Linked DNA regions of Sus scrofa: region 1 is linked to region 2. A link is a contact called in public promoter capture Hi-C data. All regions are on one chromosome and are shown on one strand. The core of a region is the stretch at or near the end of the contact, and the rest is flanking DNA. Distances in the headings are between cores, read along the strand shown. Region 1 holds the start of APITD1 (apoptosis-inducing, TAF9-like domain 1). Region 2 holds the start of PIK3CD (phosphatidylinositol 4,5-bisphosphate 3-kinase catalytic subunit delta isoform).

The links. Promoter capture Hi-C pulls out the DNA fragments that hold promoters and counts their contacts.
Region 1: a promoter capture Hi-C map of fetal skeletal muscle shows a contact between it and region 2, with 4 times the contacts expected there. The contact joins the promoter of APITD1 here to the promoter of PIK3CD in region 2. A contact is called at or near these places in 1 of 5 promoter capture datasets (fetal skeletal muscle) and 2 of 47 Hi-C or Micro-C datasets (embryonic fibroblasts and subcutaneous adipose tissue).

The regions. Positions count from the first base shown.
Region 1 is chr6:70,699,713-70,703,939 of Sscrofa11.1, reverse strand. APITD1 (apoptosis-inducing, TAF9-like domain 1) reads right to left here and starts at 2,246. Exons shown (of 5, transcript NM_001204935.1): 1 at 2,162-2,246. The coding sequence starts at 2,215.
Region 2 is chr6:70,024,225-70,028,559 of Sscrofa11.1, reverse strand. It overlaps PIK3CD (phosphatidylinositol 4,5-bisphosphate 3-kinase catalytic subunit delta isoform), which reads right to left and starts at 2,255. Exons shown (of 23, transcript XM_021095292.1): 1 at 2,112-2,255.

The DNA.
Region 1 (4,227 bases), core at 997-3,496, 680 kb before region 2:
AACTTTTCAAGTGTGCTAGTGAATGACTGGGGCCTCTGGGGTGCTTCCTAGTTAATGGTTATGATTTCGGTCGGGTAAAGGAATGACGACGGCAGGTCAGCGGGAGAAAAGGCAGACTGGTCCTGGGGAGGCGTCCGGGTGACTTCACTCAGAAATTCCATGTGGATGTGCAAAGCGCCTACGGGGTGAAGAAGACGTGTGCCGCGTGTCTGGGGCACACGATGGAAAAACAGACGGGGATTCTGGCCCCTCTCCGCCCCCAACTGGGGTTAATCAAGCAAATTCAAAAGGATCCCTCTGGTCCCTGTGCTTCAAGTCCTTGCCAGCCCCAGTCCTGCATGCGGCAAAGGAAGAACGGCCAGGACAACACAGGGAAGGGCTTATGAGGGCACATCTGACTCTCCTTTGATTTGCTGGTTTGCTAGCCCACCTCAGCAGGCCCTCACTGCTCCCCAACAACACTGGAGGTGCTGCAAAACATCCCTCTTTCCCATGAAGAGAAGAAGCAAAAAAAAAAAACAAGCTAAGCCAAGGGCTCGGTCTCCAGTCAACAAACTTGCTGAGCCCTGCGTGTTCCACCTGCGCTGGAGACAGAGCTGACAGGTGAACAGCATCGACTCTACCAGCACATGTTCACGGTGGAGGAAAGATGAGGAGGAACTGTGAACATGGGAGTGTGGAGGAGGGGCCGGGCAGATAAGCCAGGGATCTACCTTCCTGAGTCTCAGAAGTCACAAGAGTAGGTAAGTGGAGAGCTATGGTAGGAGGAGACAAAGAGACCACCACCTGGGAGGGATATAAGACCCTAAAAGGAAAAAAAAAATCACTTTGGGGACAAGTGGGTAAAACTGAATATGGACTGCCACTAGATAACAGGATTTTATCAAAATCAAACTTCCTGAGTGTGATCAGAGATGATTCAGAGTAAACCCTTGTTTAGGGGCAATGAACGCTCAAGTATTACGATTAAAGGTGAAGTGTTAAGAGTATTTAATTCTCACATAACTTCAGAAAAAGGAGACAAGGGGAGTTCTGGTCGTGGCTCAGCGGTTAAGGAATCCGACTAGCATCCATGAGGATGCAGGTTCGATCTCTAGCCTCGCTCAGTGGGTTAAGGATCTGTCGTTGCCACGAGCTGTGGTTGTAGGTCGCAGATGTGGCTCGGATCCCGCGTTGCTGTGGCTGTGGTGTAGGCCGGCGGCTACATCTCCAATTCAACCCCTAGCCTGGGAACCTCCACATGCTGCTGGTGCGGCCCTAAAGAGATTTAAAAAAAAAAAATAATAAAGGGGGACAAGGGAGCAAATGCAGCAAAATCTTGACAACGGGTGAACGGAGGTGAATGGCCTATGGGTGTTGATTGTATTATTCTTGCAACTTTTTCTGAAGGCTTGAACTTCAAAGTAAAAGGAATGGGCGGGTAAACAGCTTCCGAAATTTTCTTTCTGAAATACGAAGGGCACCCCTACGTAACTGAGCTCATTCCCGCATCTCTCAGGTTAATCCTCCCTGAGGTTTGCCACTCTGGCTCTTGGTTTTCACCTCTTTACAGCGCTGTTCTTACGACGGTGCCACATGGTATTTATTCCCGATGAGAATTAAAGGACCGAATACCCGCAACTACCCTGAGAGGTGGTCCTATTATCACTCCGACTTTCCATCTAGGAAAACTGGTCAGAGTCAACACCACCTCCCCCGCAAGGTCGACATTCGAACCCACATCCGATAGGCTCTGGAGCCCGACGGCCTGGGTTTGCAAGAGCCTCTGAGGCCGTCTCTTCAATTGCAAGATGGAGAGCGAACCAGTCACAAGAGCCATCGTTTCAGAGCTCGTGCTGCGTGCCGGGCGCCCCGCACAGCCCTGTCGGAGAAGGGGGACCCAGGGAGCGCGGCTGGCACTTCCCGGGAACCTTCCTCCGCTCGCCCCGCAGCCCCGACGCTCAGAGCCGCGATACCATGGAAACCGCCTCCCAGCAGCCCCCGCGGCTGCCGAGCCAGCGCATGCGCAGCGCCAGGCGCCCACGTCGCGCAGAGTCCACGGGAGCGCGCCCCCCGCTCCCCGGACGCCCGCGCCAAGGTGAGGCCGTGCTAAGGGCCTTTTTCTCCCCCATGTTTCGACGCCATCCTCCCCCAGACCGGCCGGGACCGCGTTCGCCTGTACCTGTCGGTAAGAGAATCGCTGCTGCTCCTCGGCCCCTTCCTCTTCTTCCATCATCACAGCGGGCCGACCCTGGCAGGCGCGCGAGAACAGAAAAAGGCGGCGGCCGTGAAGGCACGGTCCGATTTTCCCGCCGCGGCGCCAGGCGACGGGCCGCGCGGGGGGCCAAAGCGCGAAGCTGCCGGGCGTCTCGCGCGCGCGCCCTGGCGGCGGCTCTGGGAAAGGCGCCTCGCGGCCCGTCTGCTCCCGCCCCCGCCAGCTCCCCGGGGCCCGGACGCCGCTCGGTGCCGAGTTCACGGTCTGCACGAGTTCACGGTCTGCACCGACTCTTAGAAAGAAGGTGTGTGTGTGTACGAGGGGAGGGGCGGGGCGGGGGAATAACGATGCTGCAGTTCGTTATTGGAAATTCCAGGCGGCGGTAACCTCGGTTTGCCCTGCAAAATCTAGGGTGGGCTTTAATAATTCTGTCGCTAAGCTTAGTGCTGCAAAATCGGTCTATGGATAAATGCTTGATTTCTAGCCCCCTCAGCGACTCCGTGGCTCACCCCAGTGCCGTTGACAGAGGAGTATAGTTCTGACCCGAATGTTAGCCGATTTTCCTTTATGTTCAGAATTAAGTAAAATGAAATAGTGAAATTCTGAAACTCAACGTTGGATTTTTTTTTTTTTTTTTTGGTCTTTTGCGGGCCGCACTCACGGCATTCAACGTTGGATCTTTACTGCCTTCAGACTTTATTCAGTTATTTCCCTCCTTTTCAGCTTCACTCTTGGAGCTTCACTCATAACTTGATGACGTGTAAAGGACTTCTCTGCTGAATCAAATAATAGTGTTTAAGTACTGGAAGAGTATTAAGTACTGGAAGAGTATTTCCTGGACTCTTGTGCTGTTGTTGCCAAAACAGCCTCTGTTTCCCATTGCCAAATAGAAACGTGGAGAAAGAGTTTTGGGTGAAGAAGAAAAAGAGAGCTTGGAGTTCCCATCATGGCTCAGTGGTTAAAGAACCTGACTAGTATCCATGGGGACTCGGGTTCGATCCCTGGCCTCACTCATTGGGTTAAGGATCCGGTCTTGCAGTGAGCTGTGGGGTAGGTCACAGATGAGGCTCGGATCCTGTAGGCTGGCAGCTGTAGCTCCAATTTGACCCCTAACCTGGGAACCTCCATATGCCTCTGGTGCAGCCCTAAAAAAAAAAAAAAAAAAAAACAGGACAAGAGAGAGAGCTTTATTTTATTGCTTTGCCTGGCAAAGGAGGCCACAGCAGCCTAATGCCTTCAAGACTGTGCCCTCTTGGAAGGAGTTAAGAGGTGGTTTTATAGTTTGGGGAGTGGAAAATAGGGCCCCAGATAAGGATCAGGGTAGAGGCAAGTTTGCACTGTCTCAAAGCAGGTGTTTAGTGGCCCCCAGGACTGGCCCTGCCAGTCCTCCTTCCCAGAATGAAGATGCTTCATCAAGTAGTTCTTCCATTTGTTGAGGGTTTTAGTTCTGCAGAAAGGCTCAAAGATATTGTTATGAATGTTCCTTAAGAGGGAACCAGGGCCGGAGTTCCCGTTGTGGCTCTGACTAGTATCTGTGAGGACGGTGGTTCCACCCCTGGCCTTGCTCAGTGGATTAAGGATCCAGCGTTGCTGTGAGCTGTGGTGTAGGTCGCAGACTCGGCTGGGATCTGGCATGGCTGTGGCTGTGACCTAGGCTGGTGGCTACAGTTCCAGTTCAGCCCCCAGCCTGGGAACCTCCATATGCCGTGAGTGTGGCCCTAAAAAGACAAAAAAAAAAGAGAGAAGGAACCCGGTCCCTGCCCCAAAGCTGCACTATTCTCTCTTGACTGCTCCTCCCAGGTATCTGCATCCCCTCCCTTCCCTGGTCTTTGGAACTCAAAGAAGGTCTTGGAAGCTGAGGCTTATCCCCTAAAAACAAGAGAGGACACAGAGGCTCGTGTACCTGGGAGCCGGCAGGGCACTGGCTCGGTCACACTATTTATCACGTAAAGGCTGCAAACCCAGTATACCTTCAAGTTTAACCTGCATTATTAATTCTCCTGCCCCTGCTTCCTTAAGTAAACAGTCAAAAA
Region 2 (4,335 bases), core at 1,006-3,505:
AACTGCCAACTAGGTTTTAAGAGCACCCTCCATCCCCACCCCCCCTTGCATCCTAGAGTGACTTCTGTTACTCCGGGGAATGTGTGACAGCACCAAAAGAGACTCACCCTCAGCACGTCCTGGGCAGCGCTCTCATGAGCCAGGATGGGCACGGGAAGGCTAAGGGGTGGGCAATTTCTGCTCTAGAGAGAGCAGAAGAGAAAGCTCTACTCCTGTCTCCTTGTGCTGGGGGGCAGGTTTCTACGGGCAGCAGAATCTTCACCCCCCTTAACTCATCAGTCAGACCTGGGGGTTAATGGTACTAGGGTAGTATCAAGATGGGTACCTCAGATGCTGTGGCTCTGAAACGACATCCCAAGTGGCCCATCCCCACCCCAAGAGAACTCTTAGGAAATAGTCTCCTTCATTTGCAAGCAACAGCACCGCCCCATGAGGAAACGCCTTGGCATCTGAAGGAACCAGGACACTGGATCAGCTCATTGTAAACTCAGTGGGTCGGCAAGTCTCTTTTCTGAGCCTCAGTTTCCTCCAGTGAAAATGGAGACCACTCAGCTGCTACGGTTAACTCAAAACTCCTAGGTAAAAAAGATCGATTCTTTGGAGGGAAAAAGTCCCCTATGGTACTACCTTCACTAGACAAGAACACTGAGGCACTCCAGCGGGGGCGCTGCCTTTCTGCAAGTAGGCAGTGGGACTAGTCCTCGGTTTCAAAGTCTCTTTGGAGCAATGAACCTTTCCCTAGGAGACTCCTAAGAGAGGAACCCGCTCCCTGCCCCAAGGCACAGCCCCTCACACACACATGACTAGGCAGGACACTTCTGAGAGCAGCGTCCAATGGGGTTTCTGCAGGAGACCAAGGGAAGAAACCCCACTTAATAATCCCGTGGGGCTCGAGACTTGCAGGTCCCTCCTTCCAGGGTCACCTCAACGAAGAGAAAGCTGCCCAATCCACCGACGGCTCCACACCTCTCCATCCGCAAACTGAGCGGATCCCAAGGATGCTGCGCGAGGACCTGGTACGTGGGCTGCCAGCACCTGCTGCCCCAGGGCGCCCCCCCATCCGACCCCGGAAATCCCATCCCCACTCGCTTCCCCTCCAGGAGCAGCTTTCATCAGCGCTTTCCTGGCTCTCCATCTCCTCACTAAGGCACAAGATCGATGGCTAGGCAGTGCCCCCTCCCTGGTCCCCAAGAAAGGTCTCCCTGTCTCCCTCTCCTCGATCTCCAAGAAGGAGGTGCAGAGGACGAAGCCTAAATAAAAACAGGAAACGCAACTTAAAAAAAAAAAAAAAAGAGGAAGGCTCATTCAGGCTGAATTACGGGTAGGAGTATTAAAAAGAAGAAAGAAAGAAAAAAAAAAAAAAAGAGTCCGGAAATGCAAAGCTGGAGGCGGTTTTGCCGCCGTAACCCCGGCTCAGCCGCAGATCCGGGGGCTGATTGCCTCGCGGCGGCAGTAAACACGCGGTGAGCGGCGCCCGCGGTCGGAGCCCCGCCGGGGCGGGCCGGAGAGGGACGGGCCGCAGGTTCACAAGCCCGGTCACGTCCACCCCGGCCTCTCTCCAGCCCGGGACCCGGCTCGCCAGGGCTGCGGCGGGCGCTCGGGGCCAGGGCGCCGAGGCGGTGTGCGCGCCCCTCTCCTCGCGGGTCGACCCGGCAGCCCTGCCGTTGGGAGCGCATCCTGTTCCCCGCGGCGCAGCAGGGAAGCCCCCTGGTCCGGCTCGCCAGCTCCCGGGGCAGGCGCACGGGGCTGAGCCGCGGCCAGGCTCCCCGCACCTCGGCGGGTGCACGCGAGGCCGCACCGCAGCTGGAAGCGCAGCGAGTACCCGGGAGCTCCCCGTACCGCTCCGCGGGGCAAGCAGTCTAGGCGCAGGGGAATAGTGCGCGCCTCTCTCGGCGGCAACCTCGGCTCGGGTCCGGGGGGCTCGGCTCGGGTCCGGGGGGCCCACCCCGGGAGACGCCCCTTGCCGAGCTCGCTGGAAGCGGCAGGCGCACCGGCCCGGGGCGCACCGGCTGTACGCGCCAGGAGATGTCCGCGGTTCCCGAGGTCCCCCGAAGCCCCTGGCCCCGGCCCTCGCCCCTACTTCCCAGTCACAACCAGAGGCGAGCGCTTACCGGTCCCGGCGAGGCTGGCAGTGGCTGGGGCGGCTCGGCCCGGCGCCCGCTGGCAGCGACGGCGCTGGGCGCGACTGAGCCTCGAGAGAAAGAGGCGGGGCGCGGCGGGGGCGCCCCGCCTGCTGACAGTCCGCACACTCCACTTCCCACTTTGTTTCCTTTTTACTTGCAACAGGAAAAACAACAGGTCCTCCCGCCGCTTCTTCTGCCCCTGCGCCCTCCCCCCGCCCTCCCAGGTCTCCGCCCGCCTGGAGGGGCGTCAGCCCAGCTGCCTCTGGAAGCTGCACCTTGTCCTTCTTCCAAACAAGCTTATGTGTTTATAAAGAAAACAACCGAATGAAGGTCCTAAGAGCCCGTAAAAAGCTCCACGCCTTCCACATTCACACACCAAAGGATTTTAACAATGGCCAGAGAAAAGCTGGAGGCTTCTAAGAGCGTCCCCAGGCCAAGTTCAGGGACCTGGGCCCCAGGGAAAGCCGGTGGCCTCCAGGCTTTGGGGAGTCAAAAGCATGGGGACTAGGGGGTCGGGCAATCCCCAAGACCCTTCTAGGATGTGACCGGGGTGAGCCAGTCAATAGCTTAGTCAATGACTTAAGGACCCTCTCCAACCCAGCCTGGCAGGTAAATCACCTATTTTGGTCCCTTGGACAGATGGGAACACTGAGGCTTGAAGCGGGACTCTTTCTATCCAACACTCTCTGGGCCTCCCAGGACCAGCTTGGGCCCAGTACTGGCTGCAGCAACGGGAGGAGCAGAGGCTCTTCTGTGCCTAGCCAGCAAAGGGGAGAGAATTGCGGCAAGACAAATGGGTTACTAAGTGGTCCCAGTTTTCTAAGATCTAGGCTGCAGGCTCTGGTCTCTCGAATGGGTACATGTGGAGGAGCTGGGAGGGACCATGGGTCCCTTTGGGGAATATTGGGTCTGTCCCCAGGAGGGTACATCCTTCCCAACAGAACGTCTGAGGCTCAATCTCACTCCAACCCCAGGCCAGGACCACTGCAGGGCGATATTGTCAAAAGACAGAAGAGAAAAAGACCTTTCAGAGAGAAAATCTGATGGCAGGTCCTGATGTTTCCGAGCACCTGTCCTAGCCCTGCTTTGGCCAGGTTGCTGTGTAAACACTATTCCCTGATTTTCAGAGTTGGTTGTGAGAAAGTCAGATGAGGAGGACTTTTTTCTTTTTTTTTTTTTTTTGTCTTTTGTCTTTTTAGGGCTGCACCCGCAGCATATGGAGGTTCCCAGGCTAGGGGTCTAATCAAAGCTACAGCTGCCGGCCTATACCACAGCCACAGCAACGCCAGATCCGAGCCGTATCTGTGACTATACCACAGCTCACGGCCACGCCGGATCCTTAACCCACTGAGCGAGGCCAAGGATCAAACCCGCCACCTCATGGTTCCTAGTTGGATTTGTTTCTGCTGCGCCACGATGGGAACTCCAGGAAGACTTTTGCAACACCCAAAGAACTCTTCATTGACTATGCCTTTGCTGCCATTCAAATCATGTTTTGGATTCTCTCCTGGTGCAGTGGGTTTAGGATCCAGCATTGTCATCACAGCGGCTCAGGTCTCTGCTGTGACCCATGATCCATCCCTGGACAGGGAACATCTGTGTGCCACCAGCATGGCCAAAAAAAAAAAAAAAGAGAAAAAGAAAAAAATCAAACAAACATGCTTTGTAATAAGCAAAACAGGAGGCCTGCCAAGGGCTCAAATATAGTTCACACCTTGTTATCTCTGATCTCCACAATAGCCTCCCGAGAGAAATCTTATCATCCCCACTTTACAGATAAGAAAACTGAGGCTCAAGATGGTTGAATCATTTTGAGAGACCACACGGTCTGTGTCTAACTTCTTCTGGGTCCATGCTTCTCTGCCGGGGCCACGCTGCTTGTGCCCCATCGCCGAAGAAGTTTCACTTTCCCGAAACCCCAACACACTTCCTTTCTGAAACGAAACCCTAGGACTTGTCTCCCTCTTATGCCTGGAGTGCCAGGAAACTCGGGCTATCTGTGGCACCAGGGACAATGTGGCCCCTGAAGTTACCGGTAGACTTGCCTTCTGCTTTCCTCTCTACAGTTTCTGGTGTCTCTTTCTCACTTTATTTTTAACCGTTGTCATGTGTGTCTTGGAGGAAGTGACTTCAAGTTCCTTTTGACTCGTGAGTGAAATGGACCAGCCGTGGTGGAGAATTGACAGCAGTGCTGGAAGAAAAGCCGCACCTT